2 separate regions of the Sus scrofa genome follow, and region 2 is linked to region 1. The links are chromatin contacts, called in public Hi-C maps. All regions are on one chromosome and are shown on one strand. Each heading gives the region's core, a stretch centred on a gene start, on an enhancer-like site or on the middle of the called end of the contact. The rest is flanking DNA. Distances are from core to core; before and after follow the strand shown. Region 1 overlaps RAD51B (DNA repair protein RAD51 homolog 2). Region 2 has its middle 98 kb from the start of ZFP36L1.

Region 1 (3,854 bases), core at 713-3,212:
ACCACGGCTGATTGAATGGACTTCCCAGGACCAGCCCAGGGCCAGGTTACTGGTGGAAGGGGCTGGTAGCGGAGGCAGTCAGCCTCCCAAACCTGCCTGCCGCCTTTGGTTCTGGTCCCTAGAAACAAGTCCCGTGGGCTTGAAGAATGACTCCTCCTGTCAGAGGGGATGCCCTGCAAAGGGTCCTGATAGCTCTTATTATAGGCAAAGTGGCAAAGGCAAGGGGACTGTTCTCAGCATTTCCTGCCTCTCAATTGAGTGAGGACAGACAGATGATTTATTGGGCATTTCCTAGCCTCTCCTTCACCATAGGAAACCAGTCTGAAAAAAAAAAAAAAAAAAGGTGCAAATTTTAAAAAGATGTGTGGCTGTTTTGGGGTTGGGGGGGGAAGAATTCCTGTATATCATTAAAGTGAAAAGAGAACACTCTCTAACAGCAGGAGCTCTGATCTAGAGGCATACTAACCATAAATCTCCACCAGCCCTTGAGAGCTCAAAGCTCTCAAAAAAGCTGTCCTGGTGCCGGGAGGGAGTGGGGCAAGGAGAGAAAGGCTGTGGAGTGTTGTCCTCTCTCATTTCCCTGTTTCCAGATGACCAAGCTTGGGCTTAGGATGGTGGCCACGTGCACTTTGCCATCAGCCGACACCATGGAGGGGTGTGGGGTGGGGATGGGGGGACGGGGGTGGGGGCCGGCTGTGAGTGCCTTCATAACCTGTCAGATGTTGGGTTTGGTTGGAAACGGTTAAATATCTCCATCCTACCCCTTCCCCTGAGAGAGAGAGAGAGAGAGAGAGAGAGAGAGAGCCAGGGATGGAGTTCTGAGAACTGCAGGCTCTGCAGATGCAAAACCTATTGAATACAAAGGCTTTGCTTCCCTTCCATTCTGCAGTGGGCATCCTGTTAGCTTCCCAGGGCCTCCCTCAGCAAGTACCACACACTGGTGCTTAACTGGGTGGCTTAAAATGATGGAAATGGATTCTCTCATGGTTCTGGAGGCTAGAAGCTGAGACTGGGGTGCCTGAAGGCTCTAGGAGAGGAGACTCCTTTGCTTTCCTAGCTTTAGGTGGTTGCTGAATGTCCTTATAGTTCCTTGGTTTGTAGATGCATCACTCCAAAGTCTGCCTCCATCTCCACATGGCCTCTTCCCTGTGTATGTCAGTCTCTATGTCACTACCCTTCTTATAAGGACACCAGTCATGTTGGAATAAGGGTCCACCCTGCCCTAGTAGGAGCTCATCCTAACATAGGTACATCGGCAAAGACCCTATTTGCAAAGAAGGCTTATAGTCACAGGTTAAGACTGCACTGTAGCGTTTGGGGGACACAATTGAACCCACAATAGGAATCAAAGGTTTATTGCCCATGGTTTTTTTTGGAAAGCCTTAGGTAACTCAGGCCCTGTGTGTGTGTGTACATACATATCTGTATATGTGATTTGTCTTTATATATGGTGTTTATATATACACATAAATATCTACACACATATATATGCATATTATATTGACATACGTACACATATAAATACCTATAATAGGTATTTATAATTTATATGAATACTGTCTATTTGTATTCTATAGTGTCATACGTATGTATGGCATTATAAAAATACAAATGATAGGTATATGTGCTTTATGACACAATGTAAGTAAATATATATGACTATTTATCTATGGCACTATATAAATACAAATCATAGGGACCGTTCTGAGCAATGCCCTCATTTTTTTGATCTGGAGAAGAAGACTGAAGCTAAGCTGTTCCCTGTGGTTTTCCCACTGAAGAGATGGTGGGAAAGGGCTGTGTTGGTCCAGGCTGGACTCTGAGAAGGACTCGGGCATGTGGGATGGACAGAGGCGCTGTCTGTCCAGTGGGGTGGCCCCAGTGCCACAGAGCAGCCACCCTGCTGGCCCTGTTGCGTTCCCTCCTACTCCTCTGAGAAAACCTGGACGCAGAGATGGGCACAACTATTTCTGGAAGAAGCAGCTGGCCTCTGTGCACCGGAGCTTCCCCACACTCACGCCATCTCCCTTCTCTAGCTCCTCCTTGTCCCACTTTTTTGACTAACAGTCACATTTTCACTTGAGTGACTTGCACAGAGCATGCCCAGCTGTTATAGGTGGTCCCCAAAATAGCACCATTTTCCCTCCAAATGAGCTGAGAAATTATTTTCACGGAGGTCCTCCTACATGCCAAGTTTAAAGCACTTTGTGTTCGGTCGTTTTGGAGTTGTTGGTGAGTTGAGGAAAAACTCTTCCTTTTCCAGTTTTATAAAGGATTTTTTTTTTTTTCATTTTCTCAAACTCCAAACTAAAGGCTTAATCTCACGTTCTGGACCCTGTGGCCTGCCCAAGATATCTTTCATTAATGAACTGAGGACTCGGGGGTTTCTTGGGAGCTGCCTCCCTCCTGTGCCTTTGAAAGTGACCTTGGAAGGGGCGCAGCCTCTGCCCCAGGTGGCCTACCTGGGCCTCCCCCTGCTCTCGCCACTTCCAAGGCTGCCTGACTTCCCTTCTCAGAGCCCTGGGGCCTGATTTCCTTTCCATCCTGCTTTCTGGGATCATCCAAAAGGAAATGGCCAGGCACTCAGGAATGCCTTTTAAAATGGGGTTCTGGAGCCATTCTGCTTGGAACCTTTGCTGGGCGGTTTTGGCCAGGCCTTCGCCTCTCCGGGACATGCAAATGCACTGGCAGAGATATCGTGCAGCCTCCTCCACCTTCCTTCACCGCTCCTCACTCCCTCTCACCCCAGCTTCTGCACTTGAAAACCCCCGTGCCTATACCCAGATGAACTCGGAGCTCTTTGCACAGGGCCCACCGGCTCCGCAGCCTCTGATGGACGTGAGGCAGAGTCCAGCCTGACACTGCCTGCTCTCTCTATGGCCATGTTCTGCTCATGATCAATACATCCTAATTACAGAAAGCCTAAACTGTGGGCCTCAAACTTTGGGAGCCTTAGAATCCATTGGTGAGCTTGTTAAAAATGCAGATTTCAGAGTTCCCTGGTGATTCAGCCGGTCGAGGATACAGCATTGTGATTGCAGTGGCTCGCGTCGCTACTGTGGCGCAGATTCCCTGGCCCAGGAACTTCCTTCTGCATGCTACGGGTGCAGGACCAAAAAAAAAAAAAAAATTTCCAGCCCCATTGCTGGGAATCTTATTGAGATTTCTGGCAGAGCCTTGGAATCTGCATTCTTGAAGCAACCTAGAGTATTCCAGTGCTGGTCATCTAGCAGCCACCCTTGGAGAAATGTGGCTTAATCCTTGGTCAGGCTGGCTTACTTGGGGCTTCTACTCTGCAACACACTGCCCAGGCCACATGGGGCAGTGACAAGGAGGAAGTAAAGACCAGGAGTGTGAGGGTACAGACTGAGACACAAATATAAACCAGGTGGACGTGGGCTTGGGCCCAGGGAGCTGGGTGGAGGAAGGGTAGTTCCAAATGTGACTGCACAGGGATCAGCACTGCAGGGCTCCATGTAGAAACACTGCTGGGACAGTGATTAGAGTGACCTTGTGACCTTCTGCCGCCAGTGCAGGTGCTAGAAGGACCTTCTCCTGTGTGGGGGACAGGCTGTGAGGCTAGATGGCAGACATCACTCCTATATGCCATATCCTGAGGAGGGGAGCTCAGCTTCTCCTCAGAGGCAGCCCAGCATGGAACTTAAAAGCACTGGCTTTGGTCTCACCCTGCCTGGGTCATTGTCACTTGTCTAATCTCCCTGGGCAAACTTGAGAAGGCTACACACCTGCTTTCTCTGTACCTGGGTTTCCTCCTCTGGAAAAGGAGGACAATAATACCCAATTCCAAAGATTATCTAGAGGATTAAATGACATTATATGCACAAGGTTCTGAG
Region 2 (3,854 bases), core at 849-3,348, 140 kb after region 1:
TGTTTTCCTACAAGGCCCTCCTCCTTCCCGTGGTCTTTTAGGCCAGGAGGCAGAGACCGAACAAAGCTCCAAGGCCCTGATGTGGCCTTGTGGGCCACTGTGATGCAATCTCCACCGGCCAGGATCACACAGTCAGTAGAAGTGCTGACGCACTTATGTTCTCTGCTTTTACCCAGCAATGTCAGACCTCCAAGCCTCTGCCTGCACAGCCCTGCCTCGGCCCCACCCCACCCCTTTTTCTTCTCCTGGTTAAACCTGGACCATCCTTTGAGGCTCCGCTAAGTCATGCTCCCCTTCAGGACACCGTGTCTGACTTCCTGGACTGGCTGAAGGCCCGACTCACTGTTGCCATGCTCCCACCCCCAAGCCTCCCTCTAGCTCAGTGTCCACCACATTCAATCTATAGACGTGTCAGTGACTGTCTCTGCCTCTGCCGCCAACACCCCGGGGCACATAACGTGTCTACTTTAGCAGGCTCCTCCCGGTGCCCAGCCCAGCCCCTGGCACAGCGCTGGTGCCAACACCTGGTTCTTGAATGAACAGAATCCACGGCACTTTCCTTGGGGCCCCATGTCAGCGGCAGTGGGAAGATGCCAAGCTCAGCCTGGAGAGGAAATCAGCTCTCCACCACTTTCTCCTCCTCTGTCCTGGTCCTCTTGTCTGAGGCCTTGGGAGCCTCAGCCAGTAAGAAAGGGTGATCAGAAATTCTGGCTCCTGAGAGGAAAGGAATTTCTCTTAAAGAATAGGGATCTCATTAGCAAACTCCAGGGGAACCAGGATGGCCTCCTCAAAAGGTTCCCACGTAAGCAGTTCACCACAGTGGCTGGAGTAGGGACTGGACCCATCTGCCCAGGTTTGAAATCAGAGTTCCCGAAGCTCCAGCTGCTTTACTACTAGGGCAAGTTACTTCACTTCTCTGTGTCTCAGTTTCCTCATCTGTAAAATGGGAACAAAGTGCTTCTTCTTTGGGTTGCTGTAGGGTTTTAAAGTCAATAGTGTGTATAAATAAATATAGGTATATACTTAAATATATACTTACTATGAACAAATGGGACAGATACCAATAAAGTGGGGTTGCTATCATTCTTTGGGGATTGCGACACCCTTGATGTCCACTGCTGTCAAGAGCACAGCTTCTTCCCCACTGGTCCCCCTCCCTCCTCAGGCAGGCATCAAAGCCATCAGCTTCCCGCTGCTGCTCTGATGCTCCCAGGAGCCATGTGCTGGGCAACAAGCCAGCAATGGGGACAGACTACTCCGGCCTCAGCATCCCTGTGTGCCACTAGGTGCCCAGCATTGTGGGCATCTCTGCCCAATGAGGCCTGGGTGGGAGTTCAGACCTGGATGCCCTGGAGTCCTCGGACAGCGATGGGTCAGCTTCAAGGCCAGAGAACCTAGACCATCTGTTGTGGGGGAGAAGCTCACTGGCAAGGGGACCCCAGGAAGCAGAGTCCTGTTTGCCTGCAAGATTAGATCACTCTGAAGGGGAGCCGGGGGGCCAAGAGAGCACCACTCACTTTATTCCAGGGCAGAGCACAGAAACCTATCTGAAAATGAGCAACTTTGAGGTCTGGAGGGAGGGAACCCCATTGTGTCTGGCCTTCCTCTCCGGATCTCAGGCTGCACACCTGGCTGTGTGCTCCACCCAGGCCGAGACAGAACATTCTGGGAGTTGCAGTCAGTGCAAAGGGCCCTGGAAGAAGAAGACAGCTGCTGGTTCTTGGGGCACCTGCCCGCCTCCCGCAGCCCCTCACACCTGGGCCACTAAACTTGGGCCTGATGGGCGGCCCCACCCTCCCACCCGCAGGGGAGCAACTCCCTCCTTCTTGCCTCATTGGTCCTGGCTGGACTTCCTGGTTCCTGGGTCCCTCACCCCCTCCCCCACCCCAGCACCACCCCCTGCAGAGCTGAGAAGGGCCCTGGGGTCAGGCTGCTTCCAGGCTGGGCGCCTCACAGCACCGCCAGGGAGGAGTGGGTGGACAGTGCTTTTGCCAGAGCCCCGGGGAGGAGGGCAGGGCATTCTTTTGAGTCCATTCAGCCGCTCAGCTATTTCCTGCCCTGCTCCAGCACCCGGCATGCTCCACCTGCTCTTACTTAACCATTTCCTGTTTACTGCCGGCCTCCTGCAGCCTCCAAGCTCCCCTGCAGCAGCCAGCAGCCCAGCCAGAGCTCCCCAGACAGACAGATGGACGCCTGGATGCCTGGAGAGACGAGGCTGGATGGCTGCTCTCTGGGCAGCAAAGGGCAGCCTAGTCCTTCCTTTTGGGCAGTTTTATCAACCCCAGGGTTAGATGGCATGGCTGGGCTTCCCCGGGGTGCAGATATGGGCCTGGGAGGACAAAAAGGACCCTCCCTGGCCCAGGCTGAGTCATCCCCTCACAAGAATCAGCCGTGGCCTCTAGTAGCCTCCTCTTCCTGGCGGCCCCCTTTCCTGTGGTCACCTGTCCACAGCTCCTCTCCCAGCTTCCCCACCAGGGCCAGACAGACACAAGAACCCTCGTGGTCCTTTTCACCTGCAAGGTTCCTACAGGCGAAATCTTCAATGGTGCTCTAATTACAGATTTGCAGGCAAAAATGTGGTCCCAGTCTCAGCACCACCTCTTTCTAGGTCTCTCACTTGGGCGAATTAAGGAACCTGTCTGGACTTCAGCTGGGTTTGGGTTGTTTTTTTTTCAAGGAGTAATAATATTACCTGTGGCCAAGGTCCATGTGATCATGATACCATATCACGTATGTGAAAGTTCCTAGTACAAAAGAAGCAATTGATGGTGTTGACTCCTATTATTATAGAGAAATTTCTTTAAAATTCCTCTATGTGTCGTGTTTTTTTGAAAAATGGTAAGAAAGCCCTCACTTCCTTGCCCTTCTAAAACTATGGGCTGACATGGAGCGAAATAAGAGAAGAGGCTTCTTGAACATCTCATACCCATGGGCTGTTGAAATTGCCCCTCAGCCCCAAATACGGCAGCAGGGATAGGGTGGACAGGGAGGAGCAGGACCAGTCCTGCAGAGAGAATCGTGGCTCCATGCCAAGGCCCGAAAGAGCAGGGAAGGCTGCAGAGGTGCCCTGAGACTCAGTCATCACTGGACCCATGGAAGCCCCTGGAGGCCACCTCTCAAACGTGAGGCTCCCCGCACCAGCTGCCTTAGCCTCATCTCTCGTCTTTCTCAACTTCGGCACTGTTGACACTTCAGCTAGGAGAATCCTTGGTTCTAGGGGTTGTCTTGTGCATTGTAAGATGTTTAGCAGCATCTCCAACTTCTGCCCAAAAAATGCCAGTAGCATCCCTTCCGCCCTCGCCAGTCGTGACAACCAAAAATATCTCCAGACATTGCCAAATGCCCCTGGGGCTGGGGATCACCTCCCTGCCTCCAGGGAGAACCACTGCTCTGGAAAAAGGCCATGAGCCATAGAAAGGGGTCCCCTGGTCCTCCACAGGTCCATCCCCCATCTCCCTACCTGCTCCTGGGTCTGCCTCCACACCTCATCCCCACCCCAGGCCTGGCTGGGATGTCTCCCCCAACATTCACTGGAAGAAGCAATGCCAATTCCCCAGCAAATGAGCTACCAGAGTTGGCCTCCAAGAGCAGGCAGCCCACTGCATCTTGGGAAGGCAGCCTTGTCCAGCTGGTGGCAATTAGCTGATGAGCTGACTCAGCAAGAATGGCCAGCGCTTGGCCAGGGAGTGGTCAGTGGAGGCGTCTAGGGGCTAAAAGAGGAAGCCAGAGCTCAGAGATGAGCCAGGCATGGCAGGCATGAGACTGAGGCAAGGCCACAGGTGGTATGCAAGGGCACTAACCTGGGAACTTTCTGCTTGGCCAGCAGCCGGCCCCTGAGAAGGCCACAGAGGGCT

What was found. Hi-C and Micro-C count contacts between places; a contact is called where the count stands out from the background.
Region 2: a Hi-C map of skeletal muscle shows a contact between it and region 1, with 2.9 times the contacts expected there. The contact joins two enhancer-like sites. A contact is called at or near these places in 1 of 47 Hi-C or Micro-C datasets (skeletal muscle) and 1 of 2 datasets of contacts at active chromatin or transcription factors (skeletal muscle).

Annotation. Positions count from the first base shown.
Region 1 is chr7:92,254,214-92,258,067 of Sscrofa11.1, forward strand. All of the region lies in intron 11 of RAD51B (DNA repair protein RAD51 homolog 2), which reads left to right. Among named protein-coding and RNA genes, the nearest start is that of ZFP36L1, 240 kb to the right of the region's middle. Within about 2 kb of position 1,963, at least 2 of the 83 cell types and tissues checked have an H3K27ac peak or open chromatin away from gene starts, as enhancers often do. A contact at or near this core is called in skeletal muscle, where this site is marked.
Region 2 is chr7:92,395,808-92,399,661 of Sscrofa11.1, forward strand. No RefSeq gene overlaps it. Among named protein-coding and RNA genes, the nearest start is that of ZFP36L1, 98 kb to the right of the region's middle. Within about 2 kb of position 2,099, at least 45 of the 83 cell types and tissues checked have an H3K27ac peak or open chromatin away from gene starts, as enhancers often do. A contact at or near this core is called in skeletal muscle, where this site is marked.